2 separate regions of the Sus scrofa genome follow, and region 2 is linked to region 1. A link is a contact called in public HiChIP or PLAC-seq data. All regions are on one chromosome and are shown on one strand. The core of a region is the stretch at or near the end of the contact, and the rest is flanking DNA. Distances in the headings are between cores, read along the strand shown. Region 1 overlaps TRIT1 (tRNA dimethylallyltransferase, mitochondrial). Region 2 has its middle 11 kb from the start of CAP1.

What was found. HiChIP or PLAC-seq counts read pairs in DNA pulled down with a chosen protein or histone mark.
Region 2: a contact with region 1 is called in an H3K27ac HiChIP or PLAC-seq map of alveolar macrophages. The contact joins two enhancer-like sites. A contact is called at or near these places in 1 of 47 Hi-C or Micro-C datasets (embryonic fibroblasts) and 1 of 2 datasets of contacts at active chromatin or transcription factors (alveolar macrophages).

Annotation. Positions count from the first base shown.
Region 1 is chr6:95,636,570-95,642,767 of Sscrofa11.1, reverse strand. It overlaps TRIT1 (tRNA dimethylallyltransferase, mitochondrial), which reads left to right. Exons shown (of 9, transcript XM_021095994.1): 7 at 1,591-1,700; 8 at 2,022-2,139; 9 at 4,354-6,198. The coding sequence ends at 4,532. Among named protein-coding and RNA genes, the nearest start is that of BMP8B, 41 kb to the right of the region's middle. Within about 2 kb of position 3,242, at least 16 of the 83 cell types and tissues checked have an H3K27ac peak or open chromatin away from gene starts, as enhancers often do. A contact at or near this core is called in alveolar macrophages, where this site is marked.
Region 2 is chr6:95,797,326-95,803,523 of Sscrofa11.1, reverse strand. No RefSeq gene overlaps it. Among named protein-coding and RNA genes, the nearest start is that of CAP1, 11 kb to the left of the region's middle. Within about 2 kb of position 3,068, at least 13 of the 83 cell types and tissues checked have an H3K27ac peak or open chromatin away from gene starts, as enhancers often do. A contact at or near this core is called in alveolar macrophages, where this site is marked.

The DNA.
Region 1 (6,198 bases), core at 1,993-4,492:
ATCATATGCTCGTTCCTCATTCATGTGTATGCCGGCACAGTCCTGGTGCTAGAGTGAAAGGCACAGCTGCCCTGTAAATCAGGAGCCGTGTGTGATTGGCCAGGGCTGGTCTGCTGGGATATGGTTCTGGCAAGAAGCCAGAGGGACTTCCCCACCCCAGCTTGGCCTTGGACCCAAGCCAGAAATAGCAGCTGGGAGCCGAGAACTTGTTGAAAGGTGCTTAGACAGGGCACAGAAGCCCAACAAAGGACTTAGAGGGGAAAGGAAAATATAGAGTGGCCTGGAAACAGGTGCAGAGCTTAGCCAAGGCCAGGTGTGCTGTGGATGCTGCCTGCACCCTCCCATTCTCACCTTTCTGTGTGGTGGCAGGTGCAGCCCAGTCCAGCTCACGAAGGCTTATTTGTGGTTGGCACAATCAAAAGGCCAGCACCTGCCAGCCGTTGGCATTCTGAGGACTTTGATGTTTTTTGTCCATGAGGCGATGCTCTTTGCCTTCAGGCAACTGACTTAACCTAGATGTGGAAGGCAATTTAGTGTGTCCACAGCCTGAGGAAACGATCAGCAGGGACCAAGAATGGTTGGCTCAGACGATGAGATGCCTGTAGCTATACTTTTGGCTACCTACGATCTTATCTCCATTCAGAAGTATTAACCAGAGGGTATTTCTTGAATTACTCCTCTAGATCTATTTCCTGGAAGAAGGGTTGAACTGGTTCAGTTCCAAAGCTTTTTTTTTTCTAATTTTCAAATTCAGCAGTTCCCTAGCTGCTTCTCTGCTATTGCTAGCCCATGGTTATCAGTGGGGCATTGATGAGTTTCATGAATGCCAGACTGCTGAAGAGATATATTCAAACCTGAGAGTTGTGTCTGCTCTTAAAGCTGTGAACTCTCTTGCCACAGAGTGACATCACTGTAAGGTGATACGGAACTTAGAACAGGCCCTCACTTCAAGCTGTTGTTTCTTCCTTTGGTGTGCTGTCTTTATTAGATTGTAGCCCACACAGTGGTCACTAGAGCTGTTACCCGGTATTGTTTTCCTAACTGGTCTGGAAGATCCTACACCTGAGACTCTGGATTACACAGCTAGACTTGTTGGCTGCAGACCAGTCAACCTGCTGGGTCTTTCTTGGATTGTATGTAGCTGCTTGGCTCATGTTTATGGTTAGAATGAATGGCATTGTCAGATGTTTATTTTTTTGACTCCATATGTTTCCCTTGAGGATTTTGGAGTCTTGGGAGTAGAATAGATCGGGTCTTGGAGGCTGACCTCTCACAACTTTTCTTTTTGGTTTTTTGTTTTTTGTTTTTTTTTTTGTCTTTTTGCTATTTCTTGAGCTGCTCCCGGCAGCATATGGAGGTTCCCAGGCTAGGGGTCGAATCGGAGCTGTAGCCACCGGCCTACGCCAGAGCCACAGCAACGCGGGATCCGAGCCGCATCTGCAACCTACACCACAGCTCACGGCAACGCCGGACCCTTAACCCACTGAGCAAGGGCAGGGACCCAACCCGCAACCTCATGGTTCCTAGTCGGATTCGTTAACCACTGCGCCACGACGGGAACTCCTCACAACTTTTCTTTGTCATCATTAGGACCTGGTCCCAGTGTCCCCCCGGTATATGGCTTAGAAGTATCTGATGTCTCGAAGTGGGAGGAGTCTGTTCTTGAACCTGCTCTTGAAATCGTGCAAAGTTTCATCCAGGTGATTATTAATTATGGTACTGTCTACTGTCTGGTTTTCAGAGCGCTTTCCTAAGCTGACACCTTTGTTGCTCTGTCGGGGAACCAAGCCTTCTTTTCCATGGAATACAGCAGAAGGGCTGGCTGCTTTTAGATCCCTGGAGGCTGCGTTTCTACTTTCACATTCAGAAAGGTTGTTGTTAAAATCTGTTCACAGCCCACCTGCTCTCTGGGATGAGAAAAAGGAATCTTGGGAAAATCTCACTCCTCTTAATATCAGAGAATGATATCCAGATCTCTTTGAATCAAATGCTTCTCCCCCATCCCTGCCTTGTTTTTTCAGGGCCACAAGCCTGCAGCCACTCCAGTAAATATGCCAAGCAGTGAAACTGAGAACAAGAGGAGTTATCACATGTGTGACCTCTGTGACCGAATCATCATTGGGGACCGTGAATGGGCAGGTAGAGTCTGGGGTGGGGCACAGAAAAATCTGTAAGGGCGGGTCACACTGACTTCATGAAATTTAAGGTCTTTGCTGGATTGAATGCTGGAGTCTCCTTGTTTGTCTATAAAAAGATGGCCAGATTCCTCTAAGAGCCTATGTTCAAATTTCATGGAGGCCTTCTCAAAAGGGAGAGTTATCTCTCTATTCTGAATTTCCAAAGAAGATCATATGCCCTCCAGCTTCGGCTGGAGTCGATAATTTATAGTGAAAGGTCTGCTGTTACCCTTCCAGAGCTCCTTTGACTTTCACAATCCTGCTGTAGGGGAGGAGTTTCTTGGCCTCTCCTGTTTAGACCTTGATGGAGGTGAAGTTGGATTGTAAGGGAAGCCAGGCAACTCACCCGAGAGACCAAAGAAGCAGAAACAGCTGGGAGGGAACGGGAAGTGCAGTTATTCCTCCTGAGTACATTCTTCAAAGGTGGTGTCTCTTCAGTAATTTTAAAGTAATACATTGAAATGGTGTTGGTGGCTAAACCCGTGATGAAGAAAACATTCAGAGCAAGACGGTCAGACATGCATAAAGAAGGCAGTCTCTCTTCTTCATAAGGCGCTCCTGACCAGCCCAGGATCGGCCCTGTGCCAAGGTCCTAGTTCCCCATTTCAGAGTCTGGATCTGTCTTTGCCACAGAATCACACTGCACTCCCCTGTCAGATTTCTACAGTCATCCAGCCAAAGTCCAAAAGGGCCTTGGCCTCCAAGCCTTGAATTTACGTGGTGTTTAGAAACTTGTTTAAGGCTCACTCCTTTGGGCACAAGTAGGACTTGTATTTTACTCAGTGGCTGGAATCCTCCTGTTCAGAGGACTGGTTTGCATGATATTCTCACAGAAGTAGATTTTTCTCCCTCTACCAACCAATAGAAGGATTAGTTCTATTAACTGTTAACTCTGGCAGAATGAACCACATTGTCAGCTGGGGGAGGGCTGTGATTGCCCAAGAAGCAAAAGAAGCCTCGATTATGGTTGGTTTATAATGATGAAAGGGGAAGAGAAAGAGAGTGTCTGATTGTTTTTTCTAAAGGAAACTTAGTGGTTTGATTTGTCGAATGTCCTTCAGGGACAGCCTCAGAGAAGCAACATTTGTGAGCCTTTGTGAGCTGAGCTTGTGTAAGCCCTTCTATAGTGCCATCTGTCAAGTCCTTGCTCCCATCTCCTGCTGCCATGGAGAGCCAGTCCAGAAGGCCATTTTTTGCCTTAGGCTCTAGCTAGAGAACAAAGCTGACTTCTTCCCTCAAGTAAACTTTTCTTTGACTTCTTACCTCTTCCTTACCTACTTTTGCTTCTGAATCCCTACGAATGATGTTTTAACTATGTATACAAGAGAATTTAATCTCATTGTCTTTCTCTTTAGGTGTTTCCAAATAAGATTTCCTTGAAAAGGAGCAGGATAGCAAAAAGGAGCTTCTGTGAGTTAGCCAGAAGCTGGGAACTGTTTTGGGGGTGAGAGGTCAAAAATTGATATCAGCCAATAGTAGCTTTTCAGCTTTACTGCTTCTGTGGACTCTTGAAAGGGATCATCAGAGCAGACAGTGTATTTGTCGTCATCTCTCTGATGCATTGTGTGCTGGAGAACGAGTCTGGGTTAGTCATGCACAGGGCTTATGTGACCCAGGCCCGAGGATGTCAGACCTGGAGGGGCAACCTGAGTGAGCTGGTAAGAGATGGGAAGGGATGCTCTGGCTACTGTAGGCCTAAGCATCTGTCCTGCAGTACAGACAAGAATTTGAATTTGTAACTTGGTTGAGCCATGTGAGTAGAAATGTGTCTGTAATAGGCAGCCCCATATGGGAAAATTAGTCTAAAGCCCTATTTTTTGAAAATTCGGTCTCTTTTTAAGCTATAGGTAACCTAAAGAGCCTACCTGCTGTGTGACCTTGGACTTCAGTCTCTTCCTATATAAAATGAGCCGAATAATACTGTCCTGCAAGATTGTAGTGTGAATTAGTGATATAGAGTGCTTAGCAGGTGTACAGGATACGTGGCAGCTCACTCTAGTTTGCTAGCCAGCTGTCCATATGATTTATTCTTCTCTTAAAAATGCTAAGCAGCTATGGCTGTACAAATTATTGTGTTGATCCTATTATTGTTAAAGGATTCTGTAGTTAATTTCGCATGCTTCCAAAATTGTAGAAAATTCTAAATTTTTTTCTTTTTCTTTTGGTTTTGTCTTAGCGCATATGAAATCCAAGTCCCACTTGTACCATCTGAAGAAAAGAAGAAGGCTGGACACAGATGCCATCGCCACTATAGAAAGTCAGAGTATTTCCCCAGGCCATGATAAAGAGCATAAAGAAAAGGGACCCCTAAGGCAGAATGATCAGAACGATGAAGAGCTGAAATCCTGCATTTAAGGGACTTGTCCAGTGGCTTTTGGAAAGGTGGTAGGGGTCCAGTTCTCTCATTCAGTGGTGTGTTTTTTTTTTGTTTGTTGTTTTGTTTTTTGTCTTTTTGCCTTTTCTAGGGCAGCTCCCACTGCATATGGAGGTTCCCAGGCTAGGGGTCTAATCGGAGCTGTAGCCACCGGCCTACGCCAGAGCCACAGCAACGTGGGATCTGAGCCGCGTCTGCAACCTACACCGCAGCTCACAGCAACACCGGATCCTTAACCCACTGAGCGAGGCCAGGGACCGAACCCGCAACCTCATGGTTCCTAGTTGGATTCTTTAACCACTGTGCCACAACAGGAACTCTATCAGTGGTGTGGTTTTAAAGTCTCATGTTCTCTGTCATGGAAACAGCAGGTCTTGTTAGCTCCTTGTGTGGCTGATGTGTCTGGTCTGGTAATGATGAATTCGGGAAGGGATTTTTTTTGTTTGTTTTTTTCTTCTAACCTTAAAGGTTCTATTTTTAAAAGAGGCACAGATTGCACTTTTTTACACTTGATCTTTTTGGTGATGAATACCAGGATTCACTGCATCCCTTAAAAAAAAGAAGTTTTATGTCCCTGACTCTGGCTAGAAATATCTAATTTCCAGACACTTTAATAGATGACTGAGTTATTATGAGCCACAATTCAGGAGTTGTGGATTTGAGTGAATGGCAGGAAAGGATCAGCCCCCGTGAGATAATTAAGTGAACCAAACCAGTTTTTGGAATTCCTTCGAGAAGGAGAGAATCAGACTGAAGTGGTTGTGACATGGAACTTGAAAACTGAGGACTTTGACATTTGTTGAGCTCCTCCTATGTGGTAATCACTACTCTCTATTGAGTTAGGAATTTTTATTTTTATTGAAAGTTAAATAAAGGAAAAGTTTGCAAGAGCCTCTCTAGGCCTTAAAAAGATGTTTATATTCATATCTAACAATGTGCTTTGTTTTAAACCTGAGATTTTTTTTCTCAAAGTTGACATTCTTTCATTTTTTTTTTTTGGCTGTGCACACGGCATGCGGAAGTTCCTGAGCCAGGGATCAAACCCATGCCGCAGCAGTGCCAGTGCCGGATCCTTAACCTGCTGCACCACAAGGGAACTCAAAAGTTGACATTTTTTATATGCTGTCTATTTATTTATTTAGCACATGTTTAATGAGCACTTCCTACATTCCTGGAAGACATCAGAGGGTCTTTTACTGGAGATTTATTATTTCCAGTTGAAGCCCTCTTACTGGAGTGACCTGAGGTACCAGCAATGTGAGTACACATATATGAGTACAACATAAAATTAAGCATTTTTAAGTTTGCAACTCAGCAGCATTTATGTTGTGCAACCAAAACTTTTTCATCATCCGCAACAGAAACTCTGAACCCATTAAGCAATAATATCCCACTCAAGCAGTGTTTTATTTGTGCAGAATCTACTACATGAGAGGCCCCTAAGTAGGCTAAAGGGAATACAAAGATAAAATGAAATATGGTTCTTGCTTTCAGGGAGCTTGTAAATATTGTATATATGCACAAACAACAGATTTAGCTAAGAGAATATCAAAGGCCATAAGAGCTGTGTAGAATTTCACTTTGGAGGGAAGTGAGAGGGATCATGGAAGGAGCGTTTCTTTTTCTTTTCTTTTTTTTAGGGCCACA
Region 2 (6,198 bases), core at 1,819-4,318, 160 kb before region 1:
TTAGTAGCACGTCCTGCATAGGCTAAGCACTTCAATCTGGTAAGATATTACTCTTACTTATGGCCATATACTGGGCACTTTTTGTACCTCGGGGTGTACCTTCTACTCTAGCTATTGCTATGGCAACCAGGTGTGTGTTGGTGTGACCTGACAGTCAAAGGTTTCTGCTCTCACCCAGTATCTCAGTTTCTGCCTCAGGGCTTCTCTCATGAAACTCACCTCAGGGGATGCCTGTGAGAAATTCCACAATCATTTTGACTTGTGGGTCAGCCCGAAAATGCCAACTTGAGAGGGTGCAAGGGAGTTAACCAGCTGTCAGGAAACCCTTGATCAGTGAAGGACAGGAGCTGGTGAATAAATACACACCTTCCTTCCCTTGGTTGGACAGTTGAGAGTCACATCCTACACTGCCGCAGAGTATCTCTGAGGAAATCAAGCCCTACGTGCCCAGAGCAGTGATCTTCTGGATCACTCATCCATGGATCAGCTTTCTGGTCTGCCTGTTCTACCCTTCCCTGTCAGTCTCTGACGCCTGTCCCTTGGGATCACTTCTAAGAATGAACTACCTGTTTGCGAGCCCTGTTCTCGGACTCTGCTTTAAGGGTGGGGGTGAAGATTAGGTCTAACAGATTTGGTAATAGAAGTGACCCTAAAAAGCAGAGTCTCAGGATCAGACCCCAATGACTACCCATTCCTGGTGGTAGGTGCAAGTGGTGATAACCCTTGACCCGAGGTAGCCTCGTAATTACTAAAATCCTTACCAGTGGTGTATCATAATAAGATGTAAAAGGAAGGTGAAGCATTGATTTAAGAGGCAGAGGTGGCATTTGAATGGCCCAGGCCAATGATATTATAAGAATTATGGTGTCAGTTGGCTTTGGTTAATAATTTTGAAGTCTTCGTGTTCCTGCTGTGTGCAATGGGTTGAGAATATGCAGCAGCTTCGGTCACTGCAGAGGCACAAGTTTGATCCCCAGCAGGGGGTTAAAGGAGCCAGCATTGCTGCAGCTGTGGCGTAGGTTGCAGATGCGGCTTAGATTCAATCCCTGGCCCAGAAACTTCCATATGCTGCAGGTGTGGTCACTAAAAAATAATAATAGTTTTTGAAGTATTTTTTTTTTTTTCTTTAGGGCCACACCTGCAGTATATGGAAGCTCCCAGGCTAGGGGTCCAATTGGAGCTGTAGCTGCCAGCCTATGCCACAGCCACAACAACCCTAGATCTGAGCCACATCTTCGACCTATACCACAGCTCTCAGCAACACCAGATCCTTAACCCACTGAGTGAGGGCAGGGATTGGGCCTGGATCCTTATGGATATTAGTTGGGTTCTGAACATGCTGAGCCACAATGGGAACCCCCTGCCATGCTTTTATGTAAGCTCTAGATTCTTGGCAGTCTTGCTTCAAATGTGCTGACACTGGACAGTGTGTCAGTAAATCACCACAAGATGGCAGCCTTGCTAACACTGGCTTCACTGAGTACAGTAATCCATCCACTCCTTCAAGTAGGAAGGGGTAGACAAGATTTCTAATAAGACTTTAATCTTAAAAAAAAAAGACTTTAATCTTATTTATTTCACATTGAAAGCCTACTAAATATCTATCCTATTACTATTTTTTTTCAGTACTCACAAAAGTATAGTCCTGTTTGCAGATGAGAAAACTGAGTTGAATATAGTTAACTAACCTGAAGTTAGGACTTAGAATTGAAACCAGTTTTTTTTTCCTTTTTTTTTTTTGCTTTATAGGGCCGCACCCGCGGCATATGGAGATTCCCAGGCTAGGGGTCTAATCGGAGCTGTAGCCACCGGCCTACACCAGAGCCACAGCAACGCAGGATCTGAGCCGCGTCTTCGACCTACACCACAGCTCACGGCAACGCCGGATCCTTAACCCACTGAGCAAGGCCAGGGATCGAACCCACAACCTCATGGTTCCTAGTCGGATTCGTTAACCACTGCGCCACGACAGGAACTCCTGAAACCAGTTTTTTGACTCTGGTTCTCTCTCTAATACACAGGTGAATCACAAGCTTCGGTATTGTTATTTAAGGGTTTTTGGTTTTTAAAAATTACAAGGAGTTCCCGTCGTGGCTCAGTGGAAACGAATCTGACTAGCCTCCATGAGGATGACGTTCGATCCCTGGCCTCACTCAGTGGGTTAAGGATCCGGTGTTGACGTGAGCTGTGGTGTAGGTCACAGACGAGGCTGGGATCTGACATTGCTGTGGCTGTGGCATAGGTTAGTGGCTACAGCTCTGATCTGACCCCTAGCCTGGGAACCTCCATATGCCTTGGGTGTGGCCCTAAAAAGACAAAGAAACCAAAAAAAAATTACAAGTAACAGAAAACCAACTTGAGCCATAATGACAACAATACAACAAAGCATTTGGGAGTGTTACATGGAAATCTAAACAGAAATGATGTTCCAGCTTTAAAAGAGAGAATCGGGCCAGGAACTGGAAAGCCTTCAGGACATGGGGAGGAGGATAGGAAAATGGGGTAGGGAAAGGGAAAGGGAGAGCTGGGGAGATTAATTTCTGCCCCATCCTGCATTCAACCAGAATAGCCCCATTTAAATGCATTTCACAGAGTGGGGTCCTATGCCAGGTTCTATTTGAAGAATAAGGATTAGATATATTAGATGATGATTTTTAAACCACTAGCATGGTGTATGAAGCCATCCCCACATTGTTGGACATTTAGGGGCTCTTGGCTTTTTCTGATTTTTCACTCTAATAAGTAAAATCGTGATGAATATTCTTTCATATTGTACTAGGCAGTACACGACATCATTGAGTACTTCCGTTTCCCCTGGCCCTTATAACTTCCCTTTAGGGAACAAAGGCAGAGGTGGGAGAGGGGGTTACAGCTCCAGGCAATTCTAGCCTGTGCTAACTTGGGCTTCCCTGATTGTCAGCCAGTCCAGAAATACTTAGTGAGCATCTAAGTACAGGTTCAACTGCAACGGTAAATAAAATCTATCATAATGGAGCTGGTAGGGAAAACAGACATGAAACAGATACTCTCCTAAATGACTGCAACAACCACAGGCAAATGCTGCCAAGGAGAAGTTCAGAAGGTTAAGAAAACACACAACTGAGAGAGCTGACTTAATCAGTGGAGTTAGGGCAGGCTGCCCCAAGGAAGGGTTATTTAATCTGAGATTTGAAGGATGAGTGAGAGCCAGACGAATAGAATGGAGAAGAGTTGTTTGAGTAGAAAGGGTGAAGGCTCAAATGTGAGAGAATCTTGGTAGGTTCAAGGGATTGAGAGCAGATCAGTTGACTGGCCACAGAAAAGAAAGGGAAGTGATAGGAGATCGAGGTGAAAGATAAGCACGGTCCAGATCAGGCAAAGTCTTATGAGCTATATTAAGGATTGTGCAATATACTTCAAGGGTATGGAAATCATTGGAAAACTTTTAAATTTTATTTTATTTTATTTGCTTTTTTAGGGCCACATATGGAGGTTCCCAGGCTAGGGTTCAAATTGAGTTACAGCTGCTGGCCTACACCACAGCCACAGCTACATGAGATCTAGGCCACATCTGCGACCTACACCACAGCTCATGGCAATGCTGGATCCCCGACCCACTGGGTGAGGTCAGGGATTGAACCCTCATTCTCATGGATACTAGTCGGATTCATTTCTCCTGAGCCACAGTGGGAACTCTCAGAAAACTTTATTGTTATTATTATTATTATTTTGACTTTCATCTTTTTAGGGCCTCACCCTTGGCATATGGAGGTTCCCAGGCTAGGGGCCAAACTGGAGCTGTAGCTGCGGCCTACACCACAGCCACAGCAATGCCATATCCGAGCAGCGACTGCGACCTACACCACAGCTCACTGGCAATGCTGGATCCTTAACCCACTGAGCAAGGCCAGGAATCGAACTCGCAACCTTGTGGTTCCTAGTCAGATTCGTTTCTGCTGAGCCACCACGGGAACCCCCTGGAAAACTTTAAATTGAGGAAGTACAGTCTTATTTGTGTTTGAGCAAGAACATAGCATGGAGGACCAAAGTGGATAGAAGAGGGGCAGCAGATAGAGGTGGGGGCTGATGCAAAAGTCCAGGCAAAGAGTTCCTGTCGTGGCGCAGTGGTTAACGAATCCGACTAGGAACCATGAGGTTGTGGGTTCAATCCCTGGCCTTGCTCAGTGGGTTAAGGATCTGGCGTTGCTGTGACCTGTGGTGTAGGTTGCAGATGCGGCTTGGGTCCCGCATTGCTGTGGCTGTGGCCAGTGGCTACCGCTCCGATTCAATCCCTAGCCTGGGAACCTCCATATGCTGTGAGAGTGGCCCAAGAAATGGCAAAAAGACGGAAAAAAAAAAAAAATCCAGGCAAGAGATAATGAGGGCTTGGACTACAGTGGCTGCAGTAGATGAAAAGAAATGGACAGATTTAAGAGTGAGGATCTAAGAGGTAGAAATCATGGCAGGTAGCGATTGATGTGTCTGGAGGTATGTGTAAGAGAGGGTGAGTAGTCAAGACTATTGGTTTTGTGGCTTGAGCAGTTGGGTAGACGGTATTTCCTTATAGAGACTGGAAACACTGGAGGAAGAGTAACTTTGTTGGGGAAAGTGATGACTTCTGTTTGGACATGTTCTGTTTGTGGTATCTGCAGGCTTTCCCAAATTTGCAAGTAGATATACGGAACTGGAGCTCAGAAAGACAAGCCTGGCCAGGAGCTATTGGTTTAGGAATCCTAGAATTGATGGAGTACACAGTGAGACAAGAAAAGGGTCATTCAGAGCTACTGAGGATCTACATTGATAGTGAATTAGAAGAGAAGCCAGAAAAGGAGACTCAGAAGGGGCAACCAGAAGAGTAGCAGTAAAGCAGAAAAATACATGGTTCAAAAAAGTCAAAGGAAAAGGAGATCTCCCCCCACCCCGGCCCCGCCCATGGCTCAGCGGTAATGAACCGGACTAGTATCCCTGAGGACTCAGGTTTGATCCCTGGTCTCACTCAGTGAGTTAAGGGTCCGGTGTTGTGGTGAGCTGCGGTGTAGGTCCCATGTGGCTTGGATCCTGTGTTGCTGTGGCTCTTGGGATAGCCCAACAGCTGTAGCTCCAATTCAACCCCTAACCTGGGAACTTCTGTAACTTCCATATGCCTTGGGTGCAGCCCTAAAAAGCAAAAAGAAAAAAAAAAAAAAAGAAAAAAAGATAGAAAATGAATGTTTCAAAAAGGCAGTGGACACCTGTAGAGTGATTGGATAAAAAGAGGATGGCAAACTGTCCACTGGATTTAGAAATATGGTGGCCATTGGTGATACTATCAACATCAATTTTGCAGAGTGGTAGCAGATAGAGATTAGCTAGGAGTGGATGACAAGTGGGAGGTGAGAAAATGGAGACAGCAGTGTGGGTCACTCTGGAAAATTCTGCTCTGAAAGGAGGCAGACGAAAGGGATTGGAAGGGGACATTCATTCATCCAGTTCTTACAGCTAAAGATTGTGGAGTCATGTTCAATTCTTCTTTTTCCCACATATCCTGCTTCCAATACATCAACAAAGCTTGCTGGCTCTAACTTCAAAATACATTCTGGGAATTCCCTTTGTGGCTCAGCGGTAACAAACCCAACTAGTATCCATGAGGATGTAGGTTCAATCCCTGGCCCTGCTCAGTTAGTTAAGGATTTAGTGTTGCCGTGAGCTGCGGTATAGGTTGCAGATGTGGCTTGGACTTGGCGTTGCTGTGGTGCGGGCTGGAGGCTACAGCTCTGATTTGACCCCTAGCCTGGAAACTTCCATGTGCTCGGTGCGGCCCTAAATAAAATGTGTATATGTGTATTCTGAATCTCCCCAATTACCATTTTTTCCACTGCTACCTACTCAAAACCACCATTCTCTCTTGCCTGGGCTATCTTAAGAGCCTCTTAATTTATCTCCTAACTGGCCTCTCCCTCACACCCCTTCCCTATATAGCAGATCTGTAAATTAAAGAGGCAAGTTGTTTCTCCCCCCGCCCCCCACATCACACATACCATAGTGGGAAAGGCACAGCAAAACCTCTATAGCCATCCCTCCTTCAAAAGGAGGAAAAGCAGGAGGTACACAACAAAGCCAGTTCCGAAAAGCTTGTTGGATTAGAGCTTAGCCCGACTGCCTGAGAGTCATTTTTGTTCACTGTGGTTTTTGGCCCCAGTGTCTGGGCTCTTGGTTCCACCCTGTGAATCAGCCTTCCTT